2 separate regions of the Mus musculus genome follow, and region 2 is linked to region 1. The links are chromatin contacts, called in public HiChIP or PLAC-seq maps. All regions are on one chromosome and are shown on one strand. The core of a region is the stretch at or near the end of the contact, and the rest is flanking DNA. Distances in the headings are between cores, read along the strand shown.

Region 1 (3,673 bases), core at 498-2,997:
ATAGACTCTGTGAGCCACTTCACTGGTCTGTCACTTGTTTTCATGATAGCCATTCTGAAATGACATGTAAAATTGGTTTTAATTGCATTTCTCGGAGGGCTACAGATGTTGAACATTTAAATAAACATTTATTGGCCATTTGTATTTCTTTTGAAAACTATTGGGTCTGTTCCTTGACTAATTTACTGACTGACAGGTTTGTGTGTTTGTTTTCAACAGTCACAGCTCTCTATGTTCTAGGCAGTAACGTCATTTCTCAAGTATAGCTGGTAGCAAGGAGTTTCTCCCATTGTGTTTGCTGTTCTCTCTGTTCATTTTATGTAACCCATTTATCATTTTTTTTAAATGGAATTCTTTTTTATTATTATTTATATAAGTACACTGTTGCTGTCTTTAGACATACCAGAAGAGGGCATCAGATCTCATTACAGATGGTTGTGAGCCACCGTGTGATTGCTGGGAATTGAACTCAGGACCTCTGGAAGAGCAGTCGGTGCTCTTAACCGCTGAGCCATCTCTCCAGCCCCCATTTATCAATTTTAAAGCATATACTGTTATTTTTCTGTGTGGCTGGTTTGCCTCTATGTATACCATAATACCGGCTTCACGGGGGGCCAGAAGGTGTCACCAGATGCCCTGGAATTGGAATTATAATTAGTTATGTGCCCCATGTGCCTATAGGGAATTGAACAAAGGTCCTTTGGAAGAGCAGCCAGGGATTATTTATTTATTTTGGGTTTTGCTGGTTTTATCTTTCGTTTGCTTGTTTTGTTTTATTTTTGAGACAGGATCTCTCTACCCAGCCCCCGCTGTCTTGGAATTCATTGTGTAGAGCGGGTTGGCTGGAGCTGAGAGACCCACCTGTTTCTGATTTCTAAGTGCTGGGATTAAAGATGTGCACCACTACTCTGGCTCCTTTCTTTTCTCTCTTTCTTGTTTTCTTTTATAATTTTCATGGTTTTTCTTTCTTTCTTTTTCTTTCCTTCTTTTTTTTTCGAGACAGGGTTTCTCTGTGTAGCCCTGGCTGTCCTGGAACTCACTTTGTAGACCAGGCTGGCCTCAAACTCAAATTTACCTGCCTCTGCCTTGCAAGTGCTGGGATTAAAAGGCGTGCCCCAACATGCCAGAATTCATGGTTTTTCAAGACAGGGCTTTTCTGGCCAACCTGGAACTCTAGACCAGGATGGCCTGGAACTCAGAGTTCTGCTTGCCTCTGTTCCCCCATGCGCTGAAATTGAAGATATAAAACACCAAGCCTGCTGCCATGGCCGCTACTGTTGTTACTGCTGCTGTTTCTTCTTCTCTTTCTCCTCTTCTTTTTCTTCAATCACTATTCCAGTGTACATAGGTGTGGAGGTCAAAGGACACATAGGTGTGGAGGTCAAAGGACAATTTATGGAATTGGTAGTCTCAGATACCTTTACAGGGGTCTAGGGAATTGAACTCAGGCCAGCAAGCATATTTTTTATTTGTTTTGTTTTGTTTTTCCAAGACAGGGTTTCTCTGTATAGCCCTGACTGTCCTGTAACTCACTCTGTAGACCAGGCTGGCCTCGAACTCAGAAATCCGCTGCCTCTGCCTCCCAAGTGCTGGGATTAAAGGCGTGCACCACCACGCCCCGGCCCGGCCTTTTTTTTTTTTTAAGTTTTCATTCATGCATTTTATTTATGGTCAGCCTCTGACACATAAAACCTTGTTACAAACAAACAAAACAACATCAACAACAAAATTCCAATCCCCAACAACTCTAAACAAAGCACTCCAGGCAAAAGGTAACACCTTTCTTTTGGGAGTGTGCTTCCCACCTTGCCTACAGGGCATCTTTGACCTTAGGCAAAAATGCGTGTTTTTTCTTAATGGGTGTGGCTTCCAGGTCTGGGAGGAATATCAAGAAGGATTTACCAAACTCCAGCAAGCGTTGTTCTGGAATAGTCTAGGAGAATAAATAAGCTCATTAGTTATTCTGTAGGTATTAGGGCAGTAGTTTTTCACCCTTCCTAATGCTGTGACACATTGTGGTGATCCTCCCCCAACCATAAAATTATCCTATTCCTAATTCATAACTGTATTTTTTCTACTGTTATGAACGGTAAGGTAAATATCTGATATGCAGGATTTCAACCCACAGGCTGTACCAGACCTGATTATAGATGGTAGTGAGTCACACTATGTGGTCGCTGGGAATTATACTCAGGACCTCTGGAAGAGCAGCCAGTGCTCTTAACCTCTGAGTCATCTCTCCAGCCCTGAAGAACATAGTTTTGAAGCCGAGTGATGAAGATGGGGTGGGGGTGGGGTCATGGAAAAAAGACTCTAATACCTGTGTTAATTTTTTTGTCTGGACCCAATGATGTGGGATAGACTAAAATAAAAGATGCTGACCCTGATGACGTTGTATTTAAATACACACAGGGGCTGGGACAGAACTCAAGTTTAGGGGTTCTCGGGCTGGAGAGATGACTCAGCACTGACTGCTCTTTGGAAGGTCTTGAGTTCAAATACCAGCAACCACATGAAAGCTCACAACCGTCTGTACAGCTACAGTATACTCATATACATAAAATAAATAAATACATCTTTTAAAAAAACAGTTGAGGGGTTCCCAACAAGCATGGGTGAGGTCCTAGGTCTGATCATTAGCAATGCTATTATATTCAAAATATTTCAGGGCACCTCAGTCTTGATGCAAGCGTTTGGGCCGGTGAGATGCTCAGTGGGTAAGCATGCGTGCTGCACACAGCCTAAGGACCTGAATTTGATCCTCTGGACCCATGTGGTGGAAGGCGAGAACTGACTCCAGCCATCTCCCCACACAGGACACCACCACCTCCAACAAATGATTAGATAATCATTTTTAAAAAGAGAGAGAAAGAAGGTGTTCAAGGCAAAGGCTCATAGATGAAAAAGGGAATTCTGGCTCTTTATCTGTGGATTCAGATACACGGGAAACTGAGGCAGGAGGATCAGCTAAGCCTGGGAATTCAAGCCAGTCTAGGCAAAATGGTGTAGGTATCTGCTCTCTCCTCCTGCCATATGGGTCATGGGGGTAACGTTGGAAACTCCAGCCCTAAGGGAATATGATGCCCTCATCTGTGTTCTACAGGCAGTGCACACATGTGGTGTACTGACATACATGTAGGCAGAGTATTATATATATATAAAGTAAATGAGTAACTCTTAAAATTTTTCTATGCATTCACAGCAGTTCCAATCAAATCTTAAAGTAGGTTTTAGAAAATGTGACAGCGTGAGCCAACAAGATGGCTCATTAGGAAAAGTCAATTGCCACTAAGGCAGACAGCCTGAGTGAGTTCTACCCGCCATGACCCATACGGCATGGTGGCATGTATAAGCCTCTACGAACAATTTAAAATATTAAATTTTGTGCTGGGTAGTGATGGCATACACTGTTAATCCTAGCACTTGGGTGGTAAAGGCAGATGGATTTTTCGGAGTTTCAGCCTGGTCTACGTAGTAAGTTCCAGGAGAGACAGAGACCCAGTCTTGAAAAAGAAAACCCAAAATAACAAAATAAATAAACAAAACAAAATAATAACATTAACAACAACAACAACAATAGTTTTAGGAAAGATTTAGTGTGGTGACATATGCCTTCATTTTCAGCAGACAGATCTTTTTGTGTTTGATGCCAGCCTGGTCTATATACTGAGTT
Region 2 (3,673 bases), core at 735-3,234, 74 kb before region 1:
ACACACACACCAGACACACCACACCAGACACACACCACACCCTCTGTGGGAGGACAAATCTACTGTTCTCAGCTCCCATCTTTCATTAGGCTCAATGGTCCGAGTTTACATTTTCTTTTATGAGTCTATTGCAGGAATTCACATCCTGTCTGCCCAAAGGCAGCCTTCCAGTCGCTTTTACAACCACACCATGAGACTTGGAGTGCCTGGTTTTTAAAACAGAGCCTTTAATGTCTGTGCCCCACCCCCACCCCCCAATTCTTCGGAAAATTCCTTTCAGTCCCACCTGGCTTTCTACTCAGCTGCAATTGAGTCTTTAAGTGCTTCTTTTCCCTGCAGCTTTCCTCAGGAAGGAAAAAAGAAAAAGAGAAAGAAAGAAAGAGAGAGAGAGAGAGAGAGAGAGAAAACAATTACCTCTCAGAAAGGATTAGTCAGTGAATCCAGTTGTCTTGGTGGGGGCTGGGGGGGGGGAGCATCCAAATACTGCGCAGAGATGAAAAATAAGTTTAACTCGTTCCCCATTTTAACTGTGTACGGTCCATAAGAAATACCTCCTATCTGCTAATATATGAAAAAGTAACTGAGAAAAATGTCACAGGAAGACATTTACATCTTAAACCTGGTTCTTTTTTTCCTTGTTCTAATTTTTCAAGGCAGGGTCTCAAGATGTAGCTTTGGATATCCTGCAATTCACCACATAGACCTAGTTGACCTCTAACTCACTGATCCTCCTGCCTCTTCTCCAGAGTGCTGGGATTAAATGTTTGTGTCAATCCGACCAGCTTCCTGATACATTTTAAAAGATATAAGGAAGCAAAATTGAAGGAAAATTGGATTTATGTACGACTTGTCCAAAACAGAGAATGATGCCTAGTTTTTCTCCGCCATTTCTGTAACAGGTGTAAATTTTACAGAAGTGATGAAACAAAGGCCAGGAAATAAGGGTATGATAAAGTTGTCAGATCCCTGTGAAATCTTTCCCGGTAGGCAAAGTGCCCCGTCCTAACCCCCACCCCACCCCCACCACCGTCCCTTAACCCTCCTCACCAGGGGATCTGCACCCCACCTCCACCCTCAAACGCTTGGGAGTCCTGGGGAAATTTTAATTCTTTGGTCCATTGTTTGAATAGGTTGATAGCTAAGGGGAGGAGCTGGTGTCTCTCCCAGATTATCTCCTCCTGCTGGGTCCGTTACAAAAGCCTACAGTCGCTCGAATGCCACCGAACAATGACCGGGTAACCTCAGTGAGAGCATGCTGCAGGAGAATGTTCTAAGAGTAAATTTGCACTCTGATGATTGCAGTGGGGTGGCACGGAGACAGGAGACTGCAGGCATCAAAAATTAGTCATCTACCCGAACAGCTGGAATGGGTGAACGCTTTTGCACGCGTAGTATATGTAAAGCTGACTGAAATAAAAAGAAGCAGGCAGCGTGGGAAACGTGAGCGACCTGGTGTGCTGCACGACGAAGCCGAATGGCCTGCGGCAAAATAGATGGACAGGTGGGGAGACTGCCGGGCGCAGGTGGGGCATTCGCCCTCGCCCTCGAGGCAGACTCTGGCGTAACCTGCTGCTCCACAGAGATGCCTCGGATTCCTGACAACTGCACTTTCTCAGCCCCATCCGGTGGGCGCTGGCCGACCCCGCCCGGCAGAAGGGACGTGCGTATTGGCACGGCGCCCGGCAGCCCCCGCGGTCCCTGAGTCGCTTGGATCTGCCTCCCCAGCTCGCTGACTCATTCGCGCATCCTGCAGTGTTCCGCTCCTTCCCTTGGTCCTCACGTTCCCTTGACGTTTTTGGTTGACTTGTCGGGAGGAGGCGGGGGTGGGGGTATTAAAAAGAAAGAAACGGACTGGGAAAGGCGGAGGGTGAATTTAGAAGTAAAAGGTAGGGTGGGCTGCAGACCACCAGGAAGAAGGAAAGGGTGGGCCTGGGAAGGATCAGATGTGTGTGAGCATGCGCAGAGCGTTGGGTCACCCTGCACCATCCGCAGCGAACTGCGCCACTGTGGCACGATCGACGACCGACGGAAAAGAACAGCCCTGCACATTAGGGCTATACATTTTGTGCTACTTGCTATTTAGGCGTGCGTCGGGGTCGAAATAAGCAGAAGAAAGTAGAAATAAGGGCTTTCTGGTGCCTGCCTCGCCGTCCTAACATCCGCCGTACTCTACCTTTCTCTGTGCCCCAAACCAAGGAAGCACGTGAACGCTGCTTGCATGCATTTAACCCTTAATGACATTTTAGGACTTTGGATAGACATGTTCTTCATAACACCAGTCGCGGGACATAATCTGATGTGTTGTAAATTGGCATTAGAAAATCTAAGCATGTTATCCTTTAAACACATCTTGAGCTGGGATGTTTAACCTAAGTGCTTCAGTCTCTGACCCTCACTTCTCCAGCCTGAAAAGGGAATATTACCCATGAGAAAATGAGGAACTCCCTGCTGAGTCTGTTGGCCTTGGCCCATGCTCAACAGTTATCTCCCTACATTGGTCTTTGGTTGGGTCTATGCAGACTGTTTGCTACCTTTTAAGCGCGCGCGCGGGGGGAAGGAGGTGTTCACAAAAAATGACTAAGGTGGGTGTAAAGAAAACCTAAGGACAATTCATCAACTAATCTTCAGCCACCTCTCCTCCAGTCCCAGTTTTTCCCTCACTAATGACATGGATGACAGCAGTATACTCAAAGTGACTTCCTCTCAGTGCTTACTCTCCAGTAAAATCTAAAGCTGCCTGCAGGCCCCGGGGGAACCTGGAAAACCAGCCTCTAGGCCCAGTGCCCTTAAGTAGGGCACTCTCACGGTGGCACTCCCGTGGATTCCTGTTACATGAAATGAAAGATATTGAGAGAGAGACTGAGACTGAGAAAGACTTTCCTGTTGAGTACGGTCGGTTGTCAGTCTTGGCTGGACCATTTTTTCATTCACAGGAAGTCCTCAGAGTTTCCCCGCTCAGAGGCATGTTCTTTGTCTCCAGCCTCTGCTACCACAGACAGTGCCTCCTTCCTTCTTCTGATCCCAGCCAATGACTGTGATCTCACAGCTTTAAGGTCCCATTTCATTTGCCTCATCTACAGTAAAACTCGGGAGTTGGTAACTTTTACTGCAAAGGGTCAGATTATGTAAGTGTTTTAGGGTTTGTGGACCACAGTGTCCCAAGAGCCTTGTTGCCTCACTGGCCTCTCTCTGTGGCCTCTCCATCTCCTCTGACCTGAGAGGCTCTCCAAACAGCCTGGGAATAGGGCCCTCACTGAGTACCAGGGGGGTGGCTCCTTTCCTGGAACTCGGTATCAGCTGTTTATCTGCAGCCTCCAGATCCCTAGCCTTGGAAGATGCTTCCTGTGGGAGTGGGAGGGGTCTAGAGAGGGTAATAGTGAGTGAGCATGACCAAACTACGTTATATACACAGATAATGTCACGGTGAGAGAGACCTGGATAGCTGATAACTACGAGTGTTCAAATGTGACTTCAGCGCTGAGGTGGAAATGGGCCACAGAGACCTCTTTTCTCCATGTGCTCTGGTCCTGGTGTTTTTGGGTTTTTTTGTTGTTTGTTTGTTTGTTTGTTGGGTTTTGTTTTGGCTTTTCGAGACAGGGTTTCTCTGTATAACCCTCCCTGTCCTGGAACTCACTTTGTAGACCAGGCTGGCCTCAAACTCAGAAATCCACCT

What was found. HiChIP or PLAC-seq counts read pairs in DNA pulled down with a chosen protein or histone mark.
Region 2: a contact with region 1 is called in an H3K27ac HiChIP or PLAC-seq map of embryonic stem cells, with 24 read pairs. The contact joins two enhancer-like sites. A contact is called at or near these places in 7 of 484 Hi-C or Micro-C datasets (bone marrow-derived macrophages, cerebral cortex, embryonic retina and 3 more), 13 of 115 datasets of contacts at active chromatin or transcription factors (craniofacial prominence, embryonic forebrain, embryonic stem cells and 5 more) and 3 of 9 other capture datasets (adipose tissue, liver and pancreatic islet).

Annotation. Positions count from the first base shown.
Region 1 is chr6:122,688,420-122,692,092 of GRCm38.p6, reverse strand. No RefSeq gene overlaps it. Among named protein-coding and RNA genes, the nearest start is that of Nanog, 17 kb to the left of the region's middle. Within about 2 kb of position 1,747, at least 34 of the 459 cell types and tissues checked have an H3K27ac peak or open chromatin away from gene starts, as enhancers often do. A contact at or near this core is called in embryonic stem cells and pancreatic cancer cells, where this site is marked.
Region 2 is chr6:122,762,817-122,766,489 of GRCm38.p6, reverse strand. It overlaps a transcript of Slc2a3 not described here. Among named protein-coding and RNA genes, the nearest start is that of Slc2a3, 22 kb to the right of the region's middle. RefSeq lists an enhancer at 1-2,461. Within about 2 kb of position 1,984, at least 236 of the 459 cell types and tissues checked have an H3K27ac peak or open chromatin away from gene starts, as enhancers often do. A contact at or near this core is called in embryonic stem cells and pancreatic cancer cells, where this site is marked.